3 separate regions of the Rattus norvegicus genome follow, and all the other regions are linked to region 1. A link is a contact called in public Hi-C data. All regions are on one chromosome and are shown on one strand. The core of a region is the stretch at or near the end of the contact, and the rest is flanking DNA. Distances in the headings are between cores, read along the strand shown. Region 1 overlaps Rad51b (RAD51 paralog B). Region 2 overlaps Rad51b (RAD51 paralog B). Region 3 overlaps Rad51b (RAD51 paralog B).

Region 1 (2,757 bases), core at 84-2,583:
GGCTTCTGCTGCTGCTGTCGTGTCTTGTCTGCTAGGACTACTGTAGGGCAGCATCTATGCAGAGTAAGCAATAACATTCACTTCTGCATGTTCTAGTCACTGAGCGTAGGAGACCAGTGTCTGATGGGGTTGGCTGCTTGGTGAGGGTCCCCTCTTGGTGATCGTGCTCTGATGTGTCTGTTCCCAGCATGGCATTTCCACCTTTGAGACCTAATCTAGCTAGGGACCTTTCAAAACTTCATAGACAAATACCATCATCCCAGGGACTAGGGTTTCAACAGAGAATTTTGGGAGAGATGTAAAATTTTAGTCCACAGCAAATTACCAGATTAGAAATATTCTGCCCACCTCCATCTTCCTTTGTCATGGCTGAGAATTATACCTAGGGTCCTGGACATGTCAGGCAAGTATTCTGCCACTGAGTTACATTACTAGTTTTTCAGACAGGAAAAATGCAAATTAAAAAAAATAGTTGGCAGGTTCATAGGCATGCATTCCATAGCTATACCTTATAACCTACACAGTGTGTATATGTGTGTGTATGTGTGTGTGTTCTTTTGCATTTATCAAATGTTTTATTTTTTTGAAGCCATGATATTTTGCTAGTTGAATATATTCCAACTTGGATTTTTTCAGAGCTTTTGCTTTTGCTAAGTTGCAGGAGAGAATACTGAAGACTCTGGCTTAGCCAAACTATTGTCTCCTATCTTCCCACTTTTTATAGCCATTCACTTTTTTACTGTAAAAGTTACAGTCATGCTTGCCTAGCAAGCGTAAGGCCCTGGGTTCGGTCCCCAGCTCCGAAAAAAAAAGTTACAGTCAGTGAAGGAAACTTAATAAAAACTTAAGTATGGAAAGTAGAAAGAGATGGGTAGACTAACAAAAGGAGGGTTGTGCCTCCCACTGTAATCTCGGAAACGCAACAACATTGATGTGGAACTCACTCTCCCATGGTCTGTATCCTGTGCGTTTGCCCCCAAATTTCCATGTACCCCACTCAGACCCAGCTTCCAGGTCAAAAGCATTCTAGCTGGTCTGCCCCCAAGCCCAGACATTTAAGTATTCATTACCTCAGCGAGTGCATGTGTATCTGTACGTAATGATGTTTGTGCTTGTCTACTTAGGGCTTTTGAAATCTTTGCAGTTTTAGACTAACGGCAAACCCCCAGCCAAACAGAAAAGTATGATTTCCCCTTTTATCTGTGTCCCGTGTTATACAGATGTTCCCTGAAAATAGCAACAGTTTTCTGGGAAAGGTCCTGACAGAGTCTGTTCTCACCCTTTACCCTGGCTCTCCGATTCATGTTTCCTTCTTCCAGTGTGGTCATGTGCTTGCCCGAGCCTGGCTCATGAACCGTGTAGGATATTCGTGGGGTTTTGTTTTTTAAGCCATACACTGTGCACATGATGCAGTATTTAATTTGGAACGAGCTCCAAGTTTAGACACACGTGCTTCTTGTGGTGTTTATCTTGGAGTCCACAAGTAGGAGGAAAGTATTTTTGCATTTTATACATCTGGACACTGTTCATGGTCTTTCTGTGACTTGGGAATTGTGTGTGGGGCAAAATCCAAGGAACAGTATTAAAATAACATGGAGTCATAATGAGGTCCGAGTGCAGCCCCTTGATGAGTATTCTTCTGATCCCAGCAGAGTTTGACTTTGGATGTGGTGAACTTTTTCAGCTGTGTGGTTCACTGGTGGCCTGAGCAGATTGGTGGACTATAAATTACCTGACACCCTCCCGTTCACTTCATGTGCTGCTAGACATGAAGTCTAAAAGTCTTTGACAAATTTGGCTCTTTAAGGGGAATAATTTGACTTGATTTTGTGTGGGGCAAGATAGGCAAAGGGAGCACTGCTCAGTGCTGCTCTGCCTGCTAATCCACTGCACTTTATGAGATCTTTTAGTTTCTCGCCATTGTTCTTCTGCTCCTCCCTCAGTCCATGCATCCAGAACTATAATGATCCCTAGACCATCTCGGGCTGTGGGTGAGGGTTGAGGGCGATGTCAGTGATGGTGGTGTCCATTGTGTCTGCTAACCTTATGATCTCACACAAGAAGTTGTCATTTAAAACAGGGTGAATGTGATGTGGTACAGTGCCACCTTTTGGATGGGGGTCTGCTAGAATGGGGCAGGTGAGAGAGGCATTTAGAATGTTGCTGCTCTGAGGAAGATTGCATAAGGACAGTGTTGCTTCCTTGTCAGCCTGGTTTTCTTTAATTTTCACATTTCTCCTATAATGTAATGGCAGATATAAGCTGGGGAGGCAGGATAAAGCTTCAAGTGGACTTGCCCTTGAGTGAAAGAGGGCGGGCAAGTGTTGTTTTCTGTGCTGTCCATCATTTGGGTGTAAAACTGTTTGGATCTTTACTTTCTATAGAAGGGCTGTTTGCCTTTTTTCTTTCAATGCACTAAAGGGAAGAAAATCTAATAAAGTAACTGAATCTACTGGTTATCATTCCTGCAGAATTTTCAAGTGTGTTTAATAGTGGTCTCTCATATAACTATAAAGAAATAAATAATTGGAGAGGAAAGGTCAAAATTGTGTTGTAGTTTGAGAACCAGAAGAGTCTGGGGATGTTTGAGTGATTGGGTAAATTGCTCAGCTGGGAGCTGTTTCTTTTTGCTGCCTTTTGGGCCTTTCCTTTGGGACACTCCCCCCACCCCCTTACTTTTGTAATGCATTTTGCAACCTTCAGTTAGAAAATAGCCATCAGAATTTAACCGCTAGTAAATAAACACATTCTAGTTCT
Region 2 (2,757 bases), core at 154-2,653, 460 kb after region 1:
TCTTCTGGGCTGTGCAAGTGCCAAGCACATCACACGACACAGACATACAAGCAGGCAAGATACCCATACACATAAAATAAAATAATATTGTGTGTGTGTGTGTGTGTGTGTGTGTGTGTGTGTGTGTGTGTGTGTTAAAGAACAGTAATAAAACCGATTTCATTCTCAGAGAGCTGCAGAGACAGCGTGATGGGTTAGGGAGAGATGGCCCTAGGCTGGGGAGAGAATACTAGTTTCTGGAAGAGACAGCATTTGCACCCAGGCTGAAAGGCTTGGGCATTCAGAGATGAAAGGCAGTGCCAGTGTGGAAGCCACAAACCGTGAGGTCACTGCACAGATGCCCTAGCCAGCCCCCCACCCTTTACCCCCGCCTTGAATCATGCAATAACCTTACTGTGGGGTGTATTTGCTATCTTGTCTTTTCCTTGGCTGGTTTTTTCACCCCCAAGAGAAGTGGACTGATCTACATCTGTCCAATTGGGGCTTACCATTCGGTATTACAAATGGAGACTTTGGAACCCTCAGAGGCAGAGCCCACTTCTTTTTTTCCCCACAAAGGACTCAGGGTTTTCCTAGTCCCCAGGCCTCCTTGCAGGCCTATGTGCTGGAAAAGATACAGGGACTCTGGATGACCGCCCACATGTACACACTAGAACACTCCAACCATGAGAGGCCACTGAACATCTGAAGCAGAAGAGCCCAAGTCACCAGCTGTGAGGCCGTTTGCTTCCAAGGGTGGTTTACCCTGGGGAGTGGCTCAGTGGGTAAAGTACTTGCTATAGAAACGTGGCTACCTGAGTTCAGGTCCCAAGTAGCCATGTAGAAAACCAGGCATGGCAGTATGTGCCTGTAACTCTAGTTCTGAGGCAGGGTGCAGAGATAGGAGGATGCTGGAGGCCTGATGACCAGCCAGTAGAGCCATAATAGTGAGCGCCAGGTTTAATTGGAAAACCTGTCTCGAAAAATATGGTTGAGAGCAATACTGAAATACATTCAAAGTCTATCTCGGGCCCCACACTCCCCCTATATGCTACACATACACACACGTATATGCAGGAGCTAGCTTTTAGTTTGAATGGCAAAGGGGTGCAAAGGTATAGGCTACTGGGTCATGTTTCAGGAGAGAAGAGTCTTTGCGTATTTACAAAGACATGCAGCATTTGTCACTCTTTTCATTGACAGCTATGGGGCTTTTATATCCCCCAACTAGTTTTGTGAGACACACCTATGAAAACTCAGAAGCAGTGTGGACTTCCCCTCAACGTCCAGCCTTTGGGACTGCATCGAAGTGTTTGTGATCTGAAGTGCTTTGGACTTTCAACCACCTCTGTTTGCTCTCCTTTAGGTGTCCTCCTGTTTGTCAGTTTGGAGTTTGGATTTTGTCCCCTATCCAAACATGCTGCATTCATTAAGTGCGGTTTGCTGACACAACCCCCGCTCCCTGCAGAGGCTGAACTTACAACCTGAGCCCGCACTAGGTTTTTGAGCCACATCTCAGAGCTGATTCATTTGACTAACATTCCTAGTCTATTTTCTGAATGCCAAATCTCATTTCTCCTAACATGTCACCAATAACGGATACTCTGTTCCCAAAGAGACGGCCTTACATTTATTTCAATGAAATTGTACTCTCCAAGATATGCGATTTTCTGGTTACCTCTTAATATATAAACCTTTGACCTTCCGCTAAAATAAACATAAGATTTGTCTCAACGTTTTAGCCAAATTGAGATTCATTTGATTATCACAGTTGCCTGGTTAATGTACAAACTCCCCTTTGTCATCTTCTTCTTTTTCTTCTTCTTCTTCGTCTGTTTTAAAGCCTTATTTACTCATTGTATATGTATATATATGAGTACACTGTAGCTGTCTTCAGACACACCAGAAGAGGGCATCAGATCCCATCATAGATGGTTGTAAGCCACCATGTGGTTGCTGGGAACTTGACTCAGGACCTCTGGAAGAGCAGTCAGTGATCTTAACCACTGAGCCATCTCTCCAGCCCCTATGTTTCTCTTCTGTTACCTCCTCAAATCAACTTCCCTTGGGTGTGTTAGTCACATAATCCTCAGCCCTTTTCAGTGACCTCCACCCCTCTATTTAAAACCAAGCACTTCCCTAATCAACCACAATATCTGTTCTATGCTCTTTTCTTTTTTTTTTTTTTTTTGGTACTTTTTTTCGGAGCTGGGGACCGAACCCAGGGCCTTGCGCTTCCTAGGTAAGCGCTCTACCACTGAGCTAAATCCCCAGCCCCTCTATGCTCTTTTCTGCTCCCCTTCATAGACACACAACTGCCTAGCACACCACAGCCATTCAGCATTACCTTTTGCCTCCTTTAGAATGTAAGGTGTGTTGAGACAGAGTGGTTTTTGGTCACTTTCTTCCCTATTGGGCTCCATGTTTGTTTTAGGGTATGGGTACAGCAACATCTTCACTTGCCTCCGTAAAAATGCTGAATGTGACAAGGCCAAGGTTAGATTCGGGGGCACCTGCTCAAGGTTGCTGCCCCTCATAGGTTGCTAAGGACCGTTTGATCACTCGCAAACCCACTTAATGCTACCAGCATCCAGCCTTACTCGTCCTCACTTTATCCAGTAGGATACCAAGAAGGTTGATCACATTTTTTGCTACAATTAAATACCTCATGTTGGAGATACCCCTCTCACCTATCAGTCTGAAAGGCAATGGGCTCCACCTGACATGGTTATCTCACTGCCTCTCACTAACTGCACACATCTTAATCCGTGACCTCTC
Region 3 (2,757 bases), core at 124-2,623, 410 kb after region 1:
CCTTAACTTCCCAGAAAGAAGGTTCCACAAGGTCAGTCTGAGGCCCCTCGAGATTAGATGGAACAGATCTGGCAATCTGTGGCCCTTACAGCTGGACGTGGAGATGAATACAATTCACCCCACCCCCCACCCCCGAAGACACTGGCTTTGAGGGGATCCTTATTCTTCATTGCTTTTACTCTGTACAAAGGAAAGTGTTCTGCAGTCCCTGTAGGAGCAGCAAGCAAACGGCGCAGTTCCCATGGTGAAGGCACAGATCAGGCCAACAAAAACAACCTCATTACTACAAAAATGTGCTTCCTCTGGCAGTTGCATAGTCAGTCCTTTATCTCTGGTCCCTGCAACCAACCACTCCCTCACCCCAAAGCCTCATTCTTTATTATTATCCAAGGTCATTATTCTTGAGGCAGGAGCTGCTTCTACAAACAAATATTGGTTTCACTGTCTTACCTCTCCAGCTCTTTGTTGGATGGTCAGCAGTGCATCATTTAGAAAAAGTAAGTGTTGAAGATGAGAGAGATGAGCTATGGCAGGTTTTCTAAAGGTCCAGGCTTATGGGGCTCAGGCGCCAAATTATAAACTCCTGAAACCTGTGTAATCCAATTTTGATTAACTTGAAGATCAGTGCTTTATTATTATTATTATTATTATTATTATTATTATTATTATTAAAATGAACTTCTGTATAAATGGAAAATTGCCACCACAGGGTACACTGGGCCATTGTTCACATAAGGGGGGGGGGGGGACTGGCAAATCCTCTATCTGGAAAAGCCACATCAAGTCCTGTTGTTCCCAGCCTTCTGATACTTTGGGGGACTTAGTATAAATTCCACAGAATATAGGGTGTGTCTCTGGTTCAATCTGAGGCGCAGTTCATGGCACAGTTTGGCAGCTTTACACTTTAAGTTCTTCCTCTACGGCCCGTTCAGTATCTTCCTGCTCCCCAGGTCTCCATCTCTTTAGGCCTTAATGCACCAGGGCCACCTCTTCACTTTGCCTTGTCACACTTGGCTGCCCTGATGCTTCCTGTCATAGGTGGATGGTGGATGACAAGGAACACTCTGTAAGAAGACAAGGGTGCAAGCCATTTCCAGCTTACGAAAGGAATGAGGCCCAGATGGTCAGAGGGACTAGTGAGCACAGTCATCAGGAACTCCTCATCCATCACATACGAGCGGGAAAAATCCTCCTGTCTAAGCATCTCCTTTCCTAGGGAAGGCACTGCGACTCTGGCTAAGAACTTTGTCTAACCTGAGTGCTGCCATCTGAACGCATCCTCCGTCTCAACTCCTGCCCTTTCCCCCTCCGGCCCAGTGCGAGCCTCCCTCCAGACATGCGGATTTCAAAACAGTGCTTAGGAGAAAACCCCACCCTGTCAGCGGATCAGTTTTACAAGCTGACAAGGGACATGTGCACATTTGGAGTCGGGAGAGTGGCCGAGTTGTACTTCCAGTCCAGCCTCTGCTTTGCTAGCTTCGCTTCTCCTTCCTTTGTCTATTTCCCCTATTGCTGAGGAGAAGATAATGAACCTTTCCACCTATCAGGCTCGCTGGAGTGCTATAAAGAATAATGAGGTGATATTTGTAAAGTGCTTTGAGCCGATGGGAAAGAAGAGGGGGCGAGCTAAGCAGAAAGCATTATGAGCTGGAAGCACTTATCAATTGAGCTGCCTAACAAGGACAGGGAGTAAGAATACTCAGAAATGAGTTCCAGGGACCAGCCCTGCTTTGAATTTAGGAGGGGAATTAGTGGGGACCTAATAGGTATCCCACTTCTCCAGTTTCTTTAGTGTAGCATCAGACTAGAAAAGGTAATTGCATTCTTCTATGTCCGATTCAGCCTGTAGTTTCAATTGGGATGTCAGAACGAGCTTGTCTTCTGTTCTCATACTGAGGCTGTGTTATGTCTGGATTGTTAAAGCTGTGGGCATCTTCTGTCCCCCGGGGGATTTTACTCAGGGGGCTATACAAAGTAGTTTCTATGCAGAGGCTGGGCTTGCCGTTTATCAGGCTTATTAGTGGAACTTCTAAGTCTAAAGTGCCTGGGGACCAATTTCACTGAAGGAGAGAAATAAAAGGCAAGGTCTTTATCATGGTCTCTCTCACTGTGTGGCTTCATGGGAATTTTCTCAGGAACTAAGATAGCTCAATGTGCATACAGTATAAATGGGACTTTGATAACCACTGTGGCATCCTTATCCAGGTCAAAATGGGGGACCTGGCTCTAGGTTAAGGTGAGCTTACCAAGTCACTAAAGATATTCAGAGCTTTTTTTTTTTAACCCCTCCTTTCCCAAAGAGGGTCAAATGAGAAATGTTTGTGGGGCCTGATATGTGTAGGAATGTTTCCAAATGTTCTGATGAGGAATCCGTTTCCACAAACCCATACTCCATTGCTTCAAGACTCATGGCCCCTGCCAGGTTGTTGCCATTTTCAGGGCTAGCAGAAAAGAGAAAATGCAGAACAGGGAAAATGTTTTGAGCTCACATAACTCCCTGGACTGACTAAACACTGAGTGGGAAGCATGCAGCCCCCTCCTAGCTGGCAGCAGCAGGACTGAATTTATCACCTCCCTGTAAATGGTACGAAGAGAGGTCATGGGGGCATTTGGAACAATGATTTTCCTGATCAAAGTTATATTAAGGAAATTACACTGATTACATCTCAGCCCCCTGAAGTTTACAAGCCTCTTTGTAATTACTACTTCTGCAAATGGTTCCCTCTCTTCACCGCTTCTCCAGTCCTCCGGCTGCAG

Evidence for each region. Hi-C and Micro-C count contacts between places; a contact is called where the count stands out from the background.
Region 2: a Hi-C map of liver shows a contact between it and region 1, with 4 times the contacts expected there. The contact joins two enhancer-like sites. A contact is called at or near these places in 2 of 12 Hi-C or Micro-C datasets (kidney and liver).
Region 3: a Hi-C map of psoas muscle shows a contact between it and region 1, with 2.2 times the contacts expected there. The contact joins two enhancer-like sites. A contact is called at or near these places in 2 of 12 Hi-C or Micro-C datasets (mammary epithelial cells and psoas muscle).

What each region holds. Positions count from the first base shown.
Region 1 is chr6:103,895,623-103,898,379 of GRCr8, forward strand. All of the region lies in intron 7 of Rad51b (RAD51 paralog B), which reads left to right. Among named protein-coding and RNA genes, the nearest start is that of Rad51b, 67 kb to the left of the region's middle. Within about 2 kb of position 1,334, at least 12 of the 93 cell types and tissues checked have an H3K27ac peak or open chromatin away from gene starts, as enhancers often do. A contact at or near this core is called in liver, where this site is marked.
Region 2 is chr6:104,357,323-104,360,079 of GRCr8, forward strand. The region is part of intron 9 of Rad51b (RAD51 paralog B); the gene reads left to right. The region is part of intron 1 of LOC134479406 (a long non-coding RNA gene); the gene reads right to left. Among named protein-coding and RNA genes, the nearest start is that of Atp5pdl1, 71 kb to the right of the region's middle. Within about 2 kb of position 1,404, at least 3 of the 93 cell types and tissues checked have an H3K27ac peak or open chromatin away from gene starts, as enhancers often do. A contact at or near this core is called in liver, where this site is marked.
Region 3 is chr6:104,308,083-104,310,839 of GRCr8, forward strand. The region is part of intron 8 of Rad51b (RAD51 paralog B); the gene reads left to right. All of the region lies in intron 1 of LOC134479408 (a long non-coding RNA gene), which reads right to left. Among named protein-coding and RNA genes, the nearest start is that of Atp5pdl1, 120 kb to the right of the region's middle. Within about 2 kb of position 1,374, at least 23 of the 93 cell types and tissues checked have an H3K27ac peak or open chromatin away from gene starts, as enhancers often do.